Regions from separate parts of the Mus musculus genome. Here region 2 is linked to region 1. A link is a contact called in public HiChIP or PLAC-seq data. All regions are on one chromosome and are shown on one strand. The core of a region is the stretch at or near the end of the contact, and the rest is flanking DNA. Distances in the headings are between cores, read along the strand shown.

The links. HiChIP or PLAC-seq counts read pairs in DNA pulled down with a chosen protein or histone mark.
Region 2: a contact with region 1 is called in an HNF4G HiChIP or PLAC-seq map of pancreatic cancer cells. The contact joins the enhancer-like site here to the promoter of Cxcl5 in region 1. A contact is called at or near these places in 8 of 39 promoter capture datasets (the 3T3-L1 cell line, 3T3-L1-derived adipocytes, hematopoietic stem and progenitor cells and 3 more), 1 of 15 datasets of contacts at CTCF or cohesin (the NIH/3T3 cell line), 2 of 484 Hi-C or Micro-C datasets (the 3T3-L1 cell line and the C2C12 cell line), 3 of 115 datasets of contacts at active chromatin or transcription factors (embryonic fibroblasts, fibro-adipogenic progenitors and pancreatic cancer cells) and 3 of 9 other capture datasets (adipose tissue, liver and pancreatic islet).

Annotation. Positions count from the first base shown.
Region 1 is chr5:90,755,944-90,763,195 of GRCm38.p6, forward strand. Cxcl5 (chemokine (C-X-C motif) ligand 5) reads left to right here and starts at 3,355. Exons shown (of 4, transcript NM_009141.3): 1 at 3,355-3,617; 2 at 3,746-3,881; 3 at 4,024-4,107; 4 at 4,510-5,682. The coding sequence starts at 3,500. The coding sequence ends at 4,570.
Region 2 is chr5:90,872,663-90,879,914 of GRCm38.p6, forward strand. No RefSeq gene overlaps it. Among named protein-coding and RNA genes, the nearest start is that of Cxcl1, 15 kb to the right of the region's middle. Within about 2 kb of position 4,094, at least 126 of the 459 cell types and tissues checked have an H3K27ac peak or open chromatin away from gene starts, as enhancers often do. A contact at or near this core is called in the C2C12 cell line, the NIH/3T3 cell line, adipose tissue and 6 more, where this site is marked.

The DNA of each region.
Region 1 (7,252 bases), core at 2,105-4,604:
GGCTGAATAGTGCAGAATATAAAGAGTGAAAATTATCATTTGAATTTCCTTTGAGAATAAGAAATAAATAATTGCCAACACGACAGTAAGCCAAACAAAAGTAGCAGAGTTCTAAAAGTAGAGGGACGGATTAAGGACACACGGCTGACCTGTCCTTTTCTCTCTAATTTTTAGGTCTACTGTGAGAGTTCAGAACACTATAAAGGAAAACTCGACCCTCGTTCCACATCAGATCCTCAAAGACCAGTCAGTAATGAACTTGAAACACAACAGGTTATTAGAGGAATGCAAAGCCTTAATCTCGATTGTAGAATACACAGCGGACTCCGGGAAGGCAGAGGCTGCGTTAATGGGGCCTTATAAACTGTTTCACAAAGCAGTTGTAGTCAGAATAGCAGATGCTCAAAGACCACAGATGAAAGGGAGATAGATGTTCAGATGGCTTTGTCAACAAAGTGTTTTTGGTTGACTTTAAAGGGGGGAATGTTTGAGGTTACTCTGAAGTCTTCAGGACCTTGATATTATTGAGCCCTTCAACAACACACAATAGACAGACTGAGGAATCCAACGGTTTGAAATGTGCCATTCGGCAGTGCAAGGCAGTGGTTAGCCAGACTATGGAGAGCCCTGGGGAATGAGTGCCAACAACTATTTTTAAAAAATGTAGTTTGGAACCTGGAAACTATTAAAGCATTCTGGTAACAGATTGGCTAAGCCGCTCAACTCCCAATTCTGCATTTGATTTTTTTTTTACTGGCCTTGATTTCTGTAACTAATTAAGAGTGAAGAAAGTTTCTCTCATTTGTTTCAAAGAATCAGCGTGAGGAATGAATGTGGTTTGATGCTGCAATCCATTTCAAGTGTTTTCATTCATATTAAATAACTGTGGCATTAAATTAAAATATTATAATAGAAAACATTTAGGGCTATAAGGCTGACAGTAGGTTTATTAATTGCTTTATTATTGTTGGGAATAGTCAAAAAAAACTTTCTTCTACTACTTGGATGCAGTGGGGTTAAGACAACTGACTTCACTTTAAACTGGCAACATAAAAGTAATTATTTTAAATACTTTGTACCCACTGAGTGTTAATACCATCATTCTCAAACTCAAAAATTCTTTTACCACCTGCATCCTTACCGGTCCTTACATAAGTCAATGTCAAAGATGCCAACATAGGAGCCAGGCATTCCAGTGGACCAGAACAATTTCAATGCAAGGCCAGCTTAGGTTGCATACTGCTTCCTGATTAGGTGTGGCAACACAACAGTTTACTTATAGAGTGGGCTTTCTATTACCAGAGTGCCAGCCGCAGACGCCTTTTCTTTCGCTTTCTCTGTTCTGTACGTAATGCATGACAAATGGATACAGGGAACAACCCCCATGAGAGATGCATACCTGAAATAGTGTTAGGGGGAGCTGATGCTCTCATTTGGTAGCCTCTACCCAGTCTTGTTGCTTCTTGCCAAAACTAATTTGTATGCTGTTATATTTAAAATACCCCATTTGGAACTAACCTGGGATGCGTGCATGCATGCGTGCGTGCGTGCGTGCGTGCGTGCGTGCGTGCGTGTGTGTGTGTGTTCTACCTGCTGCTTGTTACAGATTACCACTCCCCAGAAGGATGAAGGATTGCATTTGTTGAGTCAAGTGTGATGCTGATGGTGGACTCACAACTTCCCATTAGCTTCTCACAATGCGATCACCAAACCTCCCAACTTCCTTCAACTAGACTAAGTTTCCTTCCAGAATGTAAGTTCGAAAGTCTACCACCATTTCCTGCTCAGCAATGGAGGTGTTCTTATTCCGAAAACAGACGAGTGGGGTGGATGGCGGTTCCCATGGTTACAGGGGACAAGAAAAAACAGTTTCTTTCCAGGACTATATGTGTAAGGCTGTCATGTTTACAGACTTCCTCTGCCGGCCTACTACATGGCCAGAGGTTTTGAGAACCATCCAGAGAGGAGATCTGTTAAATCTCTATAAAGAAAGCCAGGGCACCACTTAATGTTATAACCGACTGCCTTGGTATGAAGGCCTTTAGTTACAGGAAGTCATCTCATCTTTCATCACCAGGTGGCCCCTCCAGGGTCCCCACCCCCAACCCCCGCCAAGCCCCTGGGGAAAGCATCCCTCCTCTGAACTCCAAGAAGTTGCTTGGAGGGAGTCAGAACGGATGCTATCTTGCTGGCAAACTGAATCAAACCCTTGCACCAAACTCGCAGATAAGTCCCACGGATGAGTCCCTCAGCTGCACCAACCTCCTTTAGCTTCTACCCACTGTCAAATCCCTATCTGGCAGGGGAGCCACATTAGAAAGCACAGCAAGAAGCCCCTGGTGTTGCCTCCGGCTCCAAGCACAGGACAGACTGCTCCTAACTGAATGGCAAAGGGTGCAAAGATTTTATCTTCCTCCCAAAGCAATTTGCTGAGTCATCTGTGAAGTTGTTCATTAAGCCAAACAATTACAATAGCAGGGCTTCCAGTAAGCAGCTTTTATTTTGAAGGCCATTCATGCAGCTGGTTTAAGTGGAAGTCAAAACACTTTCATAGTTTCTTGGCTTTCAAAGCTGGCAGAATCCCAAAGAATCAATAAGTAATCCACACACAAGGAGAGGGCAAGGTTTCTTTCTTTCTTTCTTTCTTTCTTTCTTTCTTTCTTTCTTTCTTTCTTTCTTTCTTTCTTTCTATTTATTTATCTTTTCAAGTCCGGGATTACATTTCCTGAATAAAAACAGTCTTCGTTTTAAAAACACACATTTCAAATGTATTTTTGTTTATGAGCATGTGTATGTCTGCTTATCTGTCTGTGTACCAAGTAGATGCATCTGCCCCAAGGAAGCCAAAAGACGACGGACGTGGGGTTCCCTAGACCTGGGGCTAGAGAAGCTTGTGAGCAGCAATGTGGCAATGTGGTCCTGCATGGGTGGGTGGGTGGGGAGCCAAACCCTGGACCTCTGCCACAGCAACCAGTTCTCTTAAAGGTTGAGCCATCTCCCAGGTGTCAGCAATAGTGTTTGTAGTAATAACAGTTAAAGACCTGTGGAAGGTTTTCTAAAGTCAAAACTCCTTCCTTTGGCTCCAGTCTTCCTACAAGGAAAAGAAGGGCATCCTCAGAGCTCTGTCCTGCCTTAACTAGCCCTGACCTAGGAGAGGGAAAGGTCCTCTAAAGGAGTCTGACCCAGAGCAGCAGCCTTCTGTTCCCGGGGCAGGACTACAAGCATTCTCCTCCGATTTGGCAAAGAGCCACTCCTCCTAGCCATCCTCCCGCCCCAATCCCATTGCCCAGCCCCTCTGAGCCCCCCACCTCCTAACTCCAAGTCCAGGGAATTTCCCCAGCATCTTCAAGCTCCAGTTTCCTGCCTGAAGGAAGAGAGAGAACAGATAAAAGGGGTGCAGTGGGTTTGAGAACACCATAGTGCTCTGTAGAGCCCCAATCTCCACACCTCCTCCAGCATATCCCGAGCTGGTGCTCCCTGGTCCGGGATCTTGTCCACAATGAGCCTCCAGCTCCGCAGCTCCGCCCGCATCCCCAGCGGTTCCATCTCGCCATTCATGCGGATGGCGCCGCTGGCATTTCTGTTGCTGTTCACGCTGCCGCAGCATCTAGCTGAAGGTGAGGGCGCAGCACCTGCGTGGCGCAGGGTGCCTGACCCATCCGGGCGGGCCATCGCAGTCAGCGGGTCCCAGGAGCGGGGAAAGGGGCTCTTCCAGCATCCTCCTATAATCTTGTCTCTTCCACAGCTGCCCCTTCCTCAGTCATAGCCGCAACGGAGCTGCGTTGTGTTTGCTTAACCGTAACTCCAAAAATTAATCCCAAATTGATCGCTAATTTGGAGGTGATCCCTGCAGGTCCACAGTGCCCTACGGTGGAAGTCATGTGAGTTCTGACTGTGTTCTGGGTGCAGGTGATCTTGGGAGATGGAAGTCCAGGACACCCCCTGCCCTACCCACATCCCTTATCCCGGATTCTTCAGTCACCCGGGCTCACCTGTGCATCCTCTTTTTTTCCTCCTCCGCAGAGCTAAACTGAAAAACCAGAAGGAGGTCTGTCTGGATCCAGAAGCTCCTGTGATAAAGAAAATCATTCAGAAAATATTGGGCAGGTACTTGCTATCTTAGTCTCTGCAGCGGGCAAGGTCCTTATTCTCCCTGTATGAGTTGAGGCTCCCATCCCACATTCGAAACTGAGCTTAGAATAAAAGGATTCAGAAGGGAAAGTTGTTATTCTGGGATGTTGCAATAACCCAAAACTCATCTCTCTCTCTCTCTCTCTCTGTCTCTCTCTCTCTCTCTCTGTCTCTCTCTCTGTCTCTCTCTCTGTCTCTCTCTCTCTCTCTGTCTCTCTCTGTCTCTCTCTCTCTCTGTCTCTCTGTCTCTCTCTCTCTCTCTCTCTCTCTCTCTCTCTCTCTCTCTCTCTCTCTCTCTCTCTGTGTGTGTGTGTGTGTGTGTGTGTGTTAGGATAAACTGAAGAATTTTAGTTACTGATATAAGTCTTTTCTCAACAGTGACAAAAAGAAAGCTAAGCGGAATGCACTCGCAGTGGAAAGAACGGCCAGTGTTCAATAGAAAGATTTCTGAGGACTCTGACCCCAGTGAAGATAAGAAGAAAGGGCTGATTCTCTCCACCCACGGATTTTCTTTATGAACTCCCTGCTTTGATGAGAAAAGGGAAACCATTGTCCCTGAAGCTTCCTGCTCATCTCACAAGTGTATTTAGCAAAAATATTTCCTATTCTTTCCTATCTGTCACACTATCGGAAATTGTGATACTTTAGTGTGTAAGTCAAGAATCATTGGTTGTTAACCTTTCAAAATGTCTTGAACTGAAGGTGACTATTGCATTGTCTCCGGAATATGTATATGTATATGTATATGTATATGTATATGTATATGTATATGTATATGTATATGTATATGTATATGTATATGTATATGTATATGATGTATATGTATATGTATATGTGTGTGTATATATATATATATATCCTTTGTAATGTTCATGAGAAGGCAATGCTGTCATACTCTCTCTCATAAAATGGGGACCTCTTTTACTGTTGTTTCTTGGGTGTGTTAAGAGTGTTCTTACGTCTGAGCCTGGGCTGGCATATAACTTTTATGGTTTTAGAAAGCTGCTGTGTCATGCAGAAACCTATGTAGAACACAGTTCCTTATTTAGAATTTCTAAATGTGTAAGTTCTAGAAGGATCAATGTGTTCTCATCTTATAATTTTAGACATTTGATGTCTTCGTAGTATGGCATAATGTCATGACTTACTCAACAAACTGTATACTATTTATTAATTATTAACTAGTTTATTAGTATTACTATTTGGGCCACTAACTATATATTTTAGATAGTATATATTTTAGATAGGTGAAGAAGGTAAGAAGCAAGGAAATTCCTTACCTAGTTTTCATAAAAAACATTTAAAAGTTATTTCTAGGGAGAGAAACTTTAGCAAATATCTATACTCTTAGAGTTTTGAAAACATACTTAACATGTTTGAATATGGATTGCTGAGATATTTAGATGTCTGTAGTGTGTCTTTTAAAGAGTGTGCTTTGTTATAAGGAGATTAATGAATTCATCACATCCATTATTTTAAGCCTGTACATCTTATAGTGTCTCACTTCTTTATATTACTCTTTTGAGGAAAATAAAGTAGCTCTAGATTCCATTCATGTTGTCTCTGATTTCCTGTGATGGTGACTCTCATTACCCCGCATGCATTCTACATTATGTACAAAGTTAGCTCTATGGTTCCTTCCTTGGTTTGCAGAAAGGTTTCTTCCCCTAATTCCTTGCACCATTTCAATCTCTAAGCTCATCTGGGGCATAGTAGCTTCTGGGGACCTTAGAAAAAACAAACATTCTAAGACTTCCCCAACTTCAACCCTTGGCCAGCTTCTCTGCTGTAGTTCAGCTCTCAGTTGAGTACAGGAAAGTGGAGGGTCCAGCTTGGTGCCTTGAGAGGCAGTGGAAACTCTGAGAGTTGGAGCCCAGGTGGGGATTTAGATCATAATGGGCCTAGCTCTCAAGGGGAGGTGGGGAACCCCGGCCCCTTGGCTTCTTTTTCTCCCACATAACCCCCATGGGTGGAAAGGTCTGTGTCCTCTGCACTCCTGCCAGAGATAAAGTGTTAAAGCTGATTCATCATGAAACCAAACCTCAAACCTTCAAAGCCAGGTGCCAAATAGGCTTTCCCTCCTTTTACCCATTTAAAGTCCACCATAGAAGAAATTGCTCCAGTGTCTGGGAGCCGATTAGCACACTCCGAATTTCCTAGACATAAAAATCAATGTAACAAAAGCCCAGCAAGTATGGTCGTGTCTCCTCTCTCACATTGTGCTTCTCAAGCTTTGCGTCTCTCTCGTACTCTGTGCTGTTGGGCGTTGGGTTCTCTAGCCTCGCTCATTCTATCTCATTTGCTACGGTTCTACCTGCAACGGGCTTGCTCCTTTTTGGCCCACAAGGGCAAATTCACAGTTTGGCACCAGCAGTACCTCTCATGACGTTTTTCCTGGTCATTCCTAGCTCAGCATCTTTAGATACTAGATAGAATGAGGTACAACAAACGTTGCTTTGCCATTGCCTGTGTATGGGTTTCTCCATCCTACTCTGCAGATAACGCTCCTAAAGCAGCGGGTTCTGAACTCTACCTTACTCTGTATCCCCAACGCATGGCACAAACTGACTAAAGGAGGTTGTAACGCCCCAACCCAAGTTACTGGATACTGTCCTAAAGTCAGCAACCTGGCTTAGGGAAAGCTGCCAACCCGTCCCATCCCCCTAGAATTCACCCGACAGACCTCTATCCTTTCTCTCTCTTCCTCAAAACAAAACAAAACAAAACACAGCTCCCCCCCCCCCCACCAGATTAGGACTCCTTTTTGTTTTCTCGCAGGGTTTTGTACTTTTCCTTTGTAACATTTTGTATGCAAAAGTGTTTAGTGTCCATTTAGTCGCTGTGATCTTCATGAGCATAGGGGCAGTATCTGTCATGTTCACTGAAGTTACTAACTGCTTAAGGCACAGTAGATATTTAAATAGACTCATAATCTATGCCAAAGGAGCCTGGTTCTCTCTCCAGCATAAGATAGTAATTTGTATAAATAGCCCATTTTTAGGAACAGCAAAGAATACTAATCTAACTCATACAGAAATACAAAGCGGCTACAATTAAAGTATTATATACACTAACATTGGTATGTATTTTCGTGTACTGGTATGTATAAATATATGATTAG
Region 2 (7,252 bases), core at 2,844-5,343, 120 kb after region 1:
CTGTCTCCTAACCAGTCTTCACTGGGTTTAAAGTTTAACTTGATATTTTGCAAGACACACACCCCTCAATTTGATTGATTTTATTCGTGTTCCTAATTTTAATGATACTTATATTTTGAAAATATTCTAAATGCATAGAAAATGTTTAAAAGTGGTATCAGGAATTACAAATTACATCCTATCTGTGCATTCCAATGCTTCCTAGGAACAAGGAAGTTCTACTATTAAAACTAGAAAAAATAATGGTTACATAAAAGCATTACTGGACCACATAATTTATTAAAACCATGATAAGTATCCCTAAACTATAATTTATGTACAGGAATTGATGGATAGACTGACCAACAGACAGACAGACAGACAGGACTGTCTCAGGATCCAGTTTACAGCATTGCATATTAGATTTAACTGATGTGCCTGGTTAGTTTTCATTATTCTCAAAAAGTTCCTTAATCTGAATTGTCTGGTGTTTCTCCGTGATTGCACATTGTTTTAGCTGTGAAGAGTCACAGTGATTTCCTCTCAACAAATAGAATATAGAAGTAACTTTATGTCATGTAAAAAAGAATTGGTGGATCTGTTAGTTTGTTGGGCATGCCATATAAATAACATAGGCTTGTCAGCTTAACCATCAGAACTTATTTCTCACAGTTCTGGAGACCATGAATTAGATGGGGAGCCAGGCAGGGTGGGGGGACAGATATTAGTTCTCTCCAAAAGCTCTCTTCTTGATTTACTGGGAGCCAGCTGTGTTCTGCCTGTGTTCTCAGGGGCCCTTTTTTTCTGGACATCAATCTCTCAAGTCTCTACCTCTTATATGGGCACTGTTTCTTTTTGATTAATCCAAATTTTGGTTAAAAGATGGCCCTAAATATTTGACTTGGAAAGTCATTTGAGCTGCCCAGGTAATATCTAATTCCTTTGGCTAATAGTCAGTGTTCTAATTTGCTCTTGGCTTCTGTGGTTTAGAACATTAACCAAATCAACATTTGGCTTATGGTGATATTCTGTGGTGATCTGAATAAGAATGCTCTCATCCCCACAACTCATATATTGGACTGTTTGGTTTCCAGTTGGTAGAAGGATATTTTGGAAGGATTAGGAGGTACGGCCTTATTGGAGATGTGTCACTAGGGGAGAGCTTTGAGGTTGAGAAAGTCTACATCAATCTCAGCATCTATGTGTCTGTCTGTCTATCATCTATCTATCTATCTATCTATCTATCTATCTATCTATCTATCTATCTATCCATCCATCCTAAGGAAAACAAGTAACTTTCTGGAGATAGTTTACCCTGTTGTATGTCATTATTAAATAGTATCACAATTCCTGGGAATTAGCCCACCCTATTTGGCAGATTTTCTGCAGATCAATGAAGATGTACTCTCTTGTAGTAATGCTATGTAGACGAATTGGTAATTTAGTAATTCCTAATAATGATTCTATAGAATTCCTGGACTTAGGCAAGTAATTTTGACCCTCTATAGTATAAAAGCTGCAACTAGAGGTCTGTAAACCTTCATGTCTTACTTTCAGCAAAATAGGAGGAAAGCTTTTTCTTTCTCTGAGCATTAAAGATTGGAGCTTATTTTTCAACCAGAATTAATAGAGTTCTTTATGTGCTCAATAAAACCTGTTCATGGGGCTTTTGTCCCATCCATCAAATATATCTACACACACACACACACACACACACACACACACACACACACACACAGACAGACAGACAAACACACATGTATGTATGTATGCAAATGCTTAATTAGGAAATCAGAAACAAGAGATGAGCTGGGTAGAGCCTGTTAGTCACAGGCTTGACTTTAAGCCTGATAACCTCTGACCAAGAAAACTGACTTGAATCCTGTTGCTTCTCTAACAATCACATCCTCCCTCTGGTCACATCAGCAGCTAAGCCAAAGGATAGTCAGAAGAAGGTGACGACTTACTCATCCCTCAGCCCGTGTGTCATGGAGCCTTTCCCTACACTACTATGATGGCAAGCCTAGTGCCATGGTCTCCAGGAGGGGCCCTATAAGAATATTGTCTCTGTCTCCTGTACACCATCCAGTGCAAGTTCTGAACATCTCTCCCTTTTGTCCTTTCTATCCTTCCCTTATACAACCTTTCCTTTTTCCCTTGCTCCCATCTATCTTTTCTTCTTAACCCCTATTTCTGTAGCTTTTCACTGTAGGCATGATCCATTAATAGGGAAAAACAAAACAAAACAGTAACTGCTTATCATCTTGATACCCAGAAACCAGGTGTGGGTATCATCTTTTCATTTCTTATGCTGTGTGTATGCTGTACAATTTGGATTCCACTGTAGGTATAATTTTATACCCTGCTCATCTCAACTTCTTAACATCAGTTGGTAGTTCTACTCCATGAGTGTCACATCATTAATTCTAGCTGTGCTTGAATCTGATAAGTATTCTAACATACATTGCCTGGTATGGTATGGTATGGTATGGTATGGTATGGTATGGTATGGTAAGGAGACATGACATATGGCCTGAGATATGGATAAGTAGTTGCCTTATTCTGATTAGCCTTTGGCTTAGCTGCTTTATGTTTCTGTGTTTAAGTGAAACATTTCTCCTTCTTGCCCCATTGTGCTAAGCCAAGCCCCCACCTCACCATTGGTCCTATCAGTTAGAAATCCTGTAATGAATCTAACCTCCCCCGGTTTCTCCATTATCTATCCTTTCCTGTCAAGTGAAACTGGTGAATGTAAACCTCACCGTGCCTTCCCCTGACTTTAACCTTGAGGACATGCTCGCGTGCCAGAACCTCAGGATCCAGCTGATGCTCCTGAACCTCATAACATTTCATTTTCCCTACCTTTTCACGTCTACCTTTTCCAGAATCTTCTATGGAACTCTTCTCTCATCCTCCTCCTTCAACTTTAGCCTTGCACTTTGTTGCTTATGAATCTTTGTTCATACTGCTCCCTCTATATGGTATAGACCAGTGGTTCTCAGTCTTAATGCTATGACTCTAAATACAGTTCCCCGTGTTGTAGTGACACCAACCATAAAATTATTTACATTGCTACTTCATAACTGTAATTTTGCTACTGCTATGAATAGTGATATAAGTATGTGTTTTCTAATGGTTGTAGGCGATTACTGTGAAAGGGTTGTTTGGTCCCCCGAAAGGGTCATAACTCACAAGTTGAGAACCCCTGAGGTGGACCTTTCACTTCTGGGTGTGATAGAACCCATACATCTACTAGTATCCTGAAAGAGAAACTGCCTACTTTCTGAGAATCCCTTTTCTCATTCCCCCTGTGTTCCCTCATACGGGTAAAGAGCAAGTTCCATTCTTCCCAGCCTACGAGGCCCTGCTCAGACTACTATTCTACTCTTATAAGACTACTTGGAGTTTCTCTCTTTAACAACAAGAGCTGAAAGTGAATCCCATTCCTCTAGAATTATAAAGAAGATCTGAGAAAACTACGCTGAACAGTCTTTCATTGTCACTCTGGCTCAGCAGCCAAGAGTTCCTTCTCTTGGTTCAGCTCTAACCTCAACATGCCTAGCCCGTGAGTCACAGATTCCTGAAGGCATACTTAATGGACACAGCGAGGAAGCTCTGTCCACACATGGGATTTCCCAAGGATTTAAAAATCTCCCTTTAAAATACCCTTTCCCAAGCATTTCCATCACAGATGCCTCTATCTGTGAAACAGGGCACTGCTACTCTGCAGATAAACCAGGATAATTCCCAGGAGAAGCTGCCTCAAGGAGCTACAAAAGAAGGCACGGGGGATATTTAAGATATTCAGCCCACAAACTTAATAAACTCAAACTCAACCTGCACATTTTAATAGAGCAGACTTTAGGCTGTTTCAGGCAAAGGCATAAAAGATATTTAGCTCCTAAACATGCCAGATCCATACTGAACATACAAAAGTTTTTGTAGAGCTGACTGGTTTGGGCAAGGATTAAAAAGACAGATGGAAATTTCTATGACTGGATCAAGATTCCAGATTAGTGCCAAGAAAAAAAAAACTACCTCTTTTAGCATAAGCTATTGGAAAGCATTAGTTAAGCGCACTGTGGTGACATAGTTCTGATTCACTACTCTGACCTTCATCGCAGTTACTAGTTACTAGGGTCGGTTCCTAATCTAAACATGAGGGTGAACAGTTTTACAGAATTTAAGCAACCACGTTCAATCAAGCAGATCAGAACTTCAAGACAGTAATAGGTGCATGACCACAAAGAAGCTCAACCCCTTGGCAGGGCAAGCTTTTGCCAAAGCTATGGAAAGGGTCCCAGGAATGTATGTCATTTAGTTTTAAAAAATATGCTGACGTCCTATGTTTCAATGAAGCTGATTAGAACTGTGTTCTCTTCCTTTTACCGCCACTTCCTCTCTTGGCTCTTCTGGTGTTGTGTGACGCTGGTACAGCTGTAAGCACTTTTGAACTCCAGCTAAGGAGTCAAATTTAGCATATGTTTAGTGATATTTATTGGTTCACGGTCACATTCTGGATGTCTCTAGTGTATTAGCCTTCCTAGTGAGAATACCTTTTGTAAATGCCTTTTTGTTCACTATACATATATTTTCAGCTTCCTGATGCAGAAGTCAGACTGTGTCTGAATCATCCAGGCTAGCATGGCACAGCTGTGGAGAAATAAGGTCAAAGTGCAGATAGCTAGAAGATAGTCTTCCTATTAGTAGGGTGTAGAGTTGTATGCAGATAGGTAAGCCTGTTTCAGTCCTACACTAAAGGAATCATCTCAAAATGTGTTCAATATAATCAATGTCTTCAATTGTTCATCTTCATGCATTTTTTGGTATGTGTTTGGAATGATCATGCTTGACTGGAATTGGAGCATGTTACATAGAATCTACCAAGACTTCACTGTTTGTAGATCATGCACCTGTAAGACAGAAAACTCTGTATATGAAGTTGTGTTCTAGTGTCATCTCTGTTACTGTGATAAAACACTGACCAATAGCAATGTAGGGTAGAAAAGGCATTATTTCAGCTTAAAGGTGATAGGGTTCATCACTGAGAGGAGTGAGGGTACAGACTTAAGCAGAAAATTTAAGCAGGAACTCAAACATCTTTCACCTCTAGACAGGATGGAAACAAAACAAAGCAACAATAGCAACAACAAAACAATGGCTAAATAATAAAGAGACACTATTTTCAATGCAGTTTATATTCCTGCTATTTTCTCAACTTTCTAAATTTGTAATGTGTTATTTTGTTGTTTAAGATAAATGTTTCTTTCTGTGCTCAGTTTTAAACTGAAATTTGCATTCTTCCTTTTAGGATGATCCCAAAGGGCATTATGCCCTTTGGGCTTCATGAAACTTCTCTCTGTCAAACTTTTAAAACATTTTGCAGTTTTAAACTTCTGAAAAGTTTCATGCACACATTAATCCACTGTAAACTCCTCTATGTACCATGAATGATCTTTGTTCCTCACATGGACTCAAAGGACAGTGTGGCCTGGACGTGAAGGGTGGCCTGGTCCCAACTGGCTCTGATCCCTTCTCTATATCTCTGTGTGACCTTGATGTTGACTCTTTATTTCCATGCCCTAATGTGCAAAAACAAACAGGAGAAGAAATTCAGAGAAGAAGAACAAGGAGTCAAGGATAATTGGAAAGACTTAACTCAGTGTTTAACCAATATAGTAATAACAGTTAACATAACAACTCAATTAATAAGCTATAATCAAAGTGCCACAGAAATTTGGACACATTTTTACACTTAAAAAAATAATGATTTTTGGTACTCTTAGATCTACTTAAAGTATTATTCTTAAACCATTAACGAGGTTTCTACTGTGGTCTATCTTATATTAAAAAGAATTGAAATAAGTTGAAAGTAGTTTTTATTTATTTATTTATTTACTTATTTATTTATTTATTTATTTATTTATTGGGTTTTTTTTTTTTCAAGATAGGGTTTCTCTGTAGCCCTGGCTGTCCTGGAACTCACTTTGTAGACCAGGCTGGCCTCGAACTCAGAAATCCACCTGCCTCTGCCTTCCAAGTGCTGGGATTAAAGGCATGCACCACCACCACCTGGCTGAAAGTAGTTTTATAAAAGACAAAATTTGAAGAATGACCTGACACAGTTGTCCATGATCACCTCTCTCTGCTCCTATTGCCTTCATTTGTCTCAGGGGTGTGTCTCTCACTGAGAGCATTTACTGAGAAGTGGCCGGCTAAGAACACTAACTCCTTCATTTGTTGCCTATGATGTAGGTCAACCTCCCTGAACCCCACTTGCCCCACCTGTGCAATATTAAAACCCTTCCTTGTGAAGTTGCTGTGACAGTTAAATGAATTCATGCACAGAAAAAGCCAGAATCCTGGCTGCCCAGAGCAGATACTCCATGTATATTTTAATTCTCACCCTCTTTGCTGTTTTGCCAAATAATTCTTCTTTATCATGAACTCTTTGGAAGCCTGGAGAGCCATATCATTTGAATATTAATAATTTTCCATACAGCAAAGAATATAGAGATCTTTGTAGTCATCATAATCGAATAATTAGAGATTTTTCATGGTTTCTGGAAAAGTAGATGTGATAGCTAACTTGAGGTCGGTTGCACAGCTCAGTCATTTCCAGATCTGAGTCCAGCAAATTGTCTTTGAACCATTCCCATTCCTATGGTCACTTGCACAGTGGTACACAGTCAGTAAGCAATCCATTTTAGAAAGACACAGTGTGTCAGGGCTGTGGATTATTTTTTGAGCCTAGAACATTTCAACAGAAGAGCTTAAAGCAACATTTAATAAGACAAGAGGAAGTGGTTCTGATTTTGTGCCAAGTTTCCTCCTTCTCAAAACAGGTGACTCACCTGCCTACCTTCAGGGTACCTTGCATATCTAGAGTGCTGGAAAACATTAGATTCAAAGTGAAGAAACCACTATAGAGCAAGATATTCTGAAATCAAAATGTCACAGGAAACAGACTATATGTTTGCTAAGTATAGTACCCTGTCTTCGTTATAATGATAGCCGAGGCTAGGTTAGGTACTCTGTAAAAAAAGATTCATATGGCTCTTTGTACTTAACTGCCTGAGGGTGCTCCCAGCCTCATTGCCTAATGCAGGATGACACCTTGGCAGATAGATATGTAAGAGAGAGCTTACAGGGTGAGACAGGAAGCCAGCAGAGGCCAAATCCACAATGACCTAAAGCCATTGTTCCAGTATGCACCTCATAAAAAACTCTTTATCACTTTCCAACAGCAGCACAAGGGTGGAGTGTAAAACTT